2 separate regions of the Mus musculus genome follow, and region 2 is linked to region 1. The links are chromatin contacts, called in public Hi-C maps. All regions are on one chromosome and are shown on one strand. Each heading gives the region's core, a stretch centred on a gene start, on an enhancer-like site or on the middle of the called end of the contact. The rest is flanking DNA. Distances are from core to core; before and after follow the strand shown. Region 1 has its middle 25 kb from the start of Mir6370. Region 2 has its middle 470 kb from the start of Gm38772.

Region 1 (3,185 bases), core at 29-2,528:
TTTAACAAAAGGCCCACCATTCTATTAATTAGGAATCAATAATTTTGGTTTGATGATTAATTTAACCTTCACAAACAGGCCATATTGCTATAGTACTAACTCAGTCCTTCAGTAAATGTCATAATTTTAAAAAATGGAATGTGGCTCTTTTTAGTTTAATAAATGCACATACATAATGACATATGACATCTTACCATGAATTAAAAATATTCCCTAGATTATGCCAGAAGTTTCCTTTGTATGTTAAAAGTAATATTCCTTGAATGTAAATTGATATACTAATGTGGAAAAATATATTCACCTAAGCAGTTTGTGAACTTGAGGCATAATCACTACTGATTTAAATTCAGACATCCCTCTAACAGACATTTAGGTAGATGAGGTGAGGTAAACTAAACCTTGTAACCATGTTAAACAAATAAATTAAAAATACATGATGTCATGGGTAGAATTGTTGCCACCATGTAATAGGTAAAGAAATGGAGTGTTAGAACCTGAGCAAGTTCACACAGCTAATCCTGTATAGGCTGGGAGTTAGTCCAAAAGTTTCAATCCTGCCCCTGTCTTTAAGCCAAAACACATATTTGATTTCTTATTTGATGTACTTTTTACTTACATTTTGCAAGACTCCTGTGAACCTCTAAATCAATTAGTAAACACATATTTTCTTATTACTCTACATAAACTATGAAGTTATAAGCTAGCAACTGCTATCAATGGAAACTAACATTTCTGTATATATATGTGTGTGTGTGTGTGTGTGTGTGTGTGTGTGTGTGTGTATGTGTGTGTGTGTGTGTGTGTGTATGTGTCAGGTTTCTATAAGCCATCAAATTTTTAACTGCTCAGGTGCAGTGGCTTGCATTATTGCCTGAACAGCTTTTCTTTGTGCTTTAATGTGGTGCCAAAGGAACTGTTAGCTTTGCTTAAAAGTGTTTATTTGCTGCCCAGTGATGACAATTACCTGTCTCCTCCTCTTTCATAGACTCCTAATCTCTAAACTGGAAGTGTTGTCAGCCAGATTTATGGACATTGTCATTTGAAGCCAGGACATCAAATCCAGGAATTACACTGAGCAAGGAGTTTGCCAGCAAACCAAGCCTACTACATGGGAAGTAAATAACACAGGAAGGTACCCAGCAGGCAGTTGCATCAGGTACAACTGCCAAATGACAGTTGCTTGATCTGTGGCAATGGTCCAGGTTCCAAGGATCAGGCTTGGATTAAATGACTACACTTCTTGGTTGGAAATGTTCACTAGGACTCCATCAAAACCTTGTCCCCTGGGGGGATCCCCACAGGCTGGAGCAGCTGCTGCTTCTGCTACAAACCCTATTGTCAACAACCCTCAGGATGAATTCTTTTCCATTTCCTCTGTTTCCTAATTATCATTACGAATATTTTATACCAGGTTCCAGCACAATATGTTACACTAGATTATTTTTTTTCCTTTCTCAGTCATGATAAATATTCTCAATATTTTCTTTCAATGTGAAACTTTCACTGTGATCAACCTGCCAATATGCTTGAATAGGATGAATCCAATCCCATACAGGTTAGCTCTTTAGAGAGTGTTTCAGGGCTTTTTGTACCCCAAGCTTTCCCCAATATCCCTGCCACTCCCAAATGCATGGAGAGAGCATATGCCTTCCCTCTTTATCAGGCCTGCATCCTTCTGGAAGAATAAGGGCGTGGTCACCTATACTTGCTTCCCTTTCCAAAGATCCTCTCTGTAGGTGTTCTACCTCACTCTGACTTTCCCTGTGAGCCAGAAGCCTCCTAAGCAATGTATCAGTATATGAATTGGCTATGAGCTCAGTTTCCAAATTAGTATCATCCATACTTGTTTCTGATTTACATCTTTTTGCAGATTTGAATAGCTATACATCATTTGTCTTCATTGTAGAGAAGAGAAAAACAAGTTGGAAAGGGGAACAGATTTGATCCCCTCTCCAAAGTGAACATAGGAAAGGAGTTACCTTCTGGTCTTTGGCTGTCTTTGAATGACTAGATTGCCATCCCCTTTCTCTTCCCTTGATTGCTTTGTACTTTTTAGTGTTTTTCATTCAAGAACACAGAATGCAGCATTGTGCATCAGTCCTGGCCCTTCTGTGCATTTATATTGTAAGTGATCAATACTTATCTGTAGAGTACTTATATCATCTTGAAAGTATTCTTACTGTTGAAGAATTTGCTCAGGGAATATAAACAACACAAATTTAGTAGTGAAACATTTTTTACTTCACTCAACAGTATCAGTATCCCATAGGAGACTAAACTGCATCTGGGAGAAAAAAGTTAAGATCATCTTACAATTTCTAATGGTTTGAGAAGTGAGCTGTAGTTGACAAAACCATGTTCTTTCATATTTATTTTTCTACTTCAGGATGATAATAAAACAGTGTATTTAAGGATGCTGATTTAGTGGTAGTGGCCATGCTGGAGAAGAAGTAAAGGACAGAAAAGAGCCATTTGCATCTCTTTCTTTCTAATCAAAACCACAGTTGTTAGAAATGTTATAATCTGCCTCAAGACATTAGTCATTCACTAAGTATTTATCAGGTATTGGCTATATTTTCTAATGTTAAGAATTCTAGTTACAGTGATATCAAGAGAATTATATAGTGATTGGTTGCTCAGGATAAAAAGCACCAGTTCTCTCTAATCTTGCTTGATAAAGGCAATTTGAATTTAGGAAAATAAATGTAAAAGGAACTGTTAAGTATGGATATACTGTTTGATAGCTATTGAAATTACTTCTTTCCTTACATTCTTCATTCTGGGGAAACTTAGGAAACTTATAAAGGGTGGTTAAGCAGGTTAATTCACCTCACTTTGATGTAGCTCAAGAAAGATCCTTTGTCCTGAAACTCCATTCATGTCAAGGCAAATGAATAGGCTAGAATTTCAAAAACCATTAAGAATCAAAACAAGAAAGCAAATTAACAAGAAAAATGTTTATAAATGTGCTCTGTTAAACATTATGCTGGATCCTGTTTGATCTAGCTGATCTACCTCCTCATTTTTTTCCCTAATGATTGACTTAGTATGTTAAAAGATTGTGTAATGGCAAATCAAGAAATAATCTACAGCATGAAATATTAAGAAACTGGCTATGAAATTGTCACTTAGTGGTGATGGATTGTTTTGTTGATACTACATTTGTAACTGAGCATTAAGAAAGA
Region 2 (3,305 bases), core at 329-2,828, 920 kb after region 1:
GAAATTTAATAAAATATCCAATAAAAACAATATAAAATAAAAAGGAACGGATCAGTTTCCTTCTTCTACATGCTGATGGCCAATTGAGCCAGAACCATTTGTTGTCATCTTTGGAAGGTAATGCTGAAGGTGATCTTGTACAAGTAAGATTCTGAAAAAAAAAAAAAAAAAAAAAAAAAAAACCTAGACAAGATTTTCTTTAGCTCATACGAAATCAGTGAAAGTAGAGAAAATACTACATGTTCCCAAATTATGGTTGAAATTGTGAATTAAACATTATGTGGAGCTACTAGAGTACATCTTTTAAAATTATTATCATTATATTCACGTGTTTTCTCTTAACCACACATCACAATATGCTGAAACATATTACATGGCATATTACTGGAAAATATGTGACTGACAGGATTTAAAAATGTTTCTACTGCAAGCCATTTAAAACTTTTTTTCAATAATTAATTCTTGACAGTTCTAGAAAAATCAACGTCTGTAGCAAAGGTTTGGCAAAACACTTTCATTTACATAAGTACACATTGAAATATAATTAAAAAAAGAGATAATGGGGCAGAAAAAAAGAACTGTTTGGAAGACTATGTTCTCTATTCAAATAGGGGAAGTTTCTGGAATATTCAATCAAATATTCACAAATCATTTTAATCAAACAGGCTAATAGCTGAACTTACAAGAATTACAACGAGCCCCCCAAGTTGAGGAATGACTCTTAAGTGTTAACTTATTTTTTCCCCAAATACTTACCTAGACTTGCTTATATGCTCTATGCCCCTAAAATAGAAGCATAGGAAATAGATGATATTGTAATCATGACTGCTGCTTTTGTGTAGTATCCAAAACAAAACAAAACAAAACAAAACAAACAAACAAAAAACAGAAAGCAAACAAAATCAGTAAAGTTGACAAGTTTATCAAATAAAACTCAGAGAATGAACAGAAATATTTTCTAAATTTGAATTAAAGTTGAATCTTCTATAAATTCTCTCTACAAATATTTAGGGATTTTTTTCTGTGGCTTCATTGTGCATTCAAGAACGAGTATTGGAAGAGGATATATTTGGTTCTCTTGTTGAGTTTGCAGGCTAAGATGTGGCTTCTGTCTGACCCAACGGGCTAGCAATGGGACTTGTAAGACATCTTCTTATTGTGTTTGCTGCTTCAAATGCATTGTCTTACAACTTCTCATAAGAGCAATTGGACTCACAGACACATGGAAACTGAAATGAAAGAAAGGAGGAAATTACTTTCAGTGTCATGTATCTTACAAGTCACTAAGCATATATTCATATCCTGGATTGATCTTCCCTGACACCATGTATTTTAAATATCTTAATTTCCTTTTTCATTATAGTCAGAATAAAATGATTTTCTGCAAGCCATTGATTCATCTTCAACTTCTCTAGATGAGAAGGGAATATGAAATTGATAGAAAGAAATACAGAAGATGGGTATTATTAAAGGAGAACTCCGACAAGGGCTAAAAATCTTATCTCTGAAGGTTTGCAAGCAATGCTCACTTCCTTCGTACATAAAAATAAATTTTCTGACAAAAAGAGAAAGCTGACATCTGACTATCCAGATGGCCCTGGGGTGACAGTAACTTCACACACAGCACACCCCTGAAAGTTTACTCTAGCAATAGGAAAAAAATGTGGCTTATTGATTTATAGAATATGAAATTATAACAGACAACTTTAGTTTATTTGTTTAAAATAAATCACAGAAGTTCCAACTACATCCTCAAATGCAATCTTTAAGTTGGTGTTTACCTCATTAATATGAGGGAAATGAGCATTGTCTATATTCTGATGAAGCAAACGACCTGCCTGAGCAGAAACAGTTGGTGTAATTGGAAGTTCCTGAGTGTCACAAACACTAAGGGGCAAAAATTATTCTCTAGTACGTCACTCTCAAGCTGGCGCCCAGTTTCTGTCTTCTTGCCTTATGCTTGCTTCTCAGACCCATATTGTTCCTGTTGCCTTCAATTACATCAGGTAACTGAAGTAAAAACATGTTTTCCTGTTTTTCTACTGTCCTCAACATTATTTTAGACATGAATTTTCATTGAGTTTACATTTTTCTTGTTTTTTTATACTAACAATTGAAAAAAATATATGATAAGTGGTTTAAATATAGGTGACTAGTAATCTCCTCTTAACAGAACATATTCTATAATTTCTAAATGTCCAAATCCTGACATTCGTACCAAGTTATATTGTAACTTCATTCACTTCATTCATTAGTCATTTTATAATTATTTATTCTAATAACCAATCTCTCTTTTTCTCTATAAAATTTAAAATGCTACAGAACAGCATATCCCAGTAAATATTTCTCAATATAATAGTTTTGTGGGAAAATAAATTTTATTACTGTTGACCATTTTCAAGACCATAGTATATTAAAATATTCAAGATACTTAAAATAAAATTAAATTGAACTTGTATTCATAAGATTGGTTATTTCTAATCTGATTCTACCACAAAGAAAAATGTCATAAGTGGATGGTTATGTTCTAACAAAAGTTTTATGCATTATCTTGGAAATCGTGCTTACATTAATAGTAAATAAAATAAGAAGTTCTATTTTGTTCTATCTCAAAATATAAATATGTAGGCCATTAGATGCATTCTCATAAGAATAAAAGTGTCAATATCTTTTTCTTCAATTTTAATTAGATATTTTCTTCATTTACATGTCAAATGCTATCCTGAAAGTCCCCTAAAAATCCTGAAAATATACTCTCTTGATTTTTATTAATTCCTTAGATGAAGAGCTACAAGTACTAATTGCAGCTAAAGATGGAGAATCAGTTTCACCCTGGAAGAAGATTCTACAGAGATAACCAAATTCTACCTGTTCAATGCTAGACACAAGTGCAGTGATTAATGGACTCAGTAGTTTGTTCTCTCTCTCTCTCTCTCTCTCTCTCTCTCTCTCTCTCTCTCTCTCTCCCTCTCTCTCTCTCTTTCTCTCTCTCTTTCTCTCCCACTTCTTTTCCCTTCCCCCTCTCTGTGCATCTATGTTGTTGATTTAGTAATATATTCGTTTAGAAGAATATTCATATTAGGTATTTCTCCAGGACCTAGAGCCTCCCTAGTTACAGGTCCTTTGCCCTATTAAAAACACATAAGATGGGTTTCATCTTATACAGCAGGCCTCAGATTTAATCAGGAAGTAGTAATACCTGATTGCTCCTATAACATTCTTGATACTATTGAATCAGTGGTCATGTCTTGCCTAGACAATCACTTTTATAGCTCACAGAATTCACATCTGGAGGAGACTGATCG

What was found. Hi-C and Micro-C count contacts between places; a contact is called where the count stands out from the background.
Region 2: a Hi-C map of cerebellum shows a contact between it and region 1, with 2.3 times the contacts expected there. The contact joins two enhancer-like sites.

Annotation. Positions count from the first base shown.
Region 1 is chr6:19,578,418-19,581,602 of GRCm38.p6, forward strand. No RefSeq gene overlaps it. Among named protein-coding and RNA genes, the nearest start is that of Mir6370, 25 kb to the left of the region's middle. Within about 2 kb of position 1,279, at least 2 of the 459 cell types and tissues checked have an H3K27ac peak or open chromatin away from gene starts, as enhancers often do. A contact at or near this core is called in cerebellum, where this site is marked.
Region 2 is chr6:20,500,958-20,504,262 of GRCm38.p6, forward strand. No RefSeq gene overlaps it. Among named protein-coding and RNA genes, the nearest start is that of Gm38772, 470 kb to the right of the region's middle. Within about 2 kb of position 1,579, at least 2 of the 459 cell types and tissues checked have an H3K27ac peak or open chromatin away from gene starts, as enhancers often do. A contact at or near this core is called in cerebellum, where this site is marked.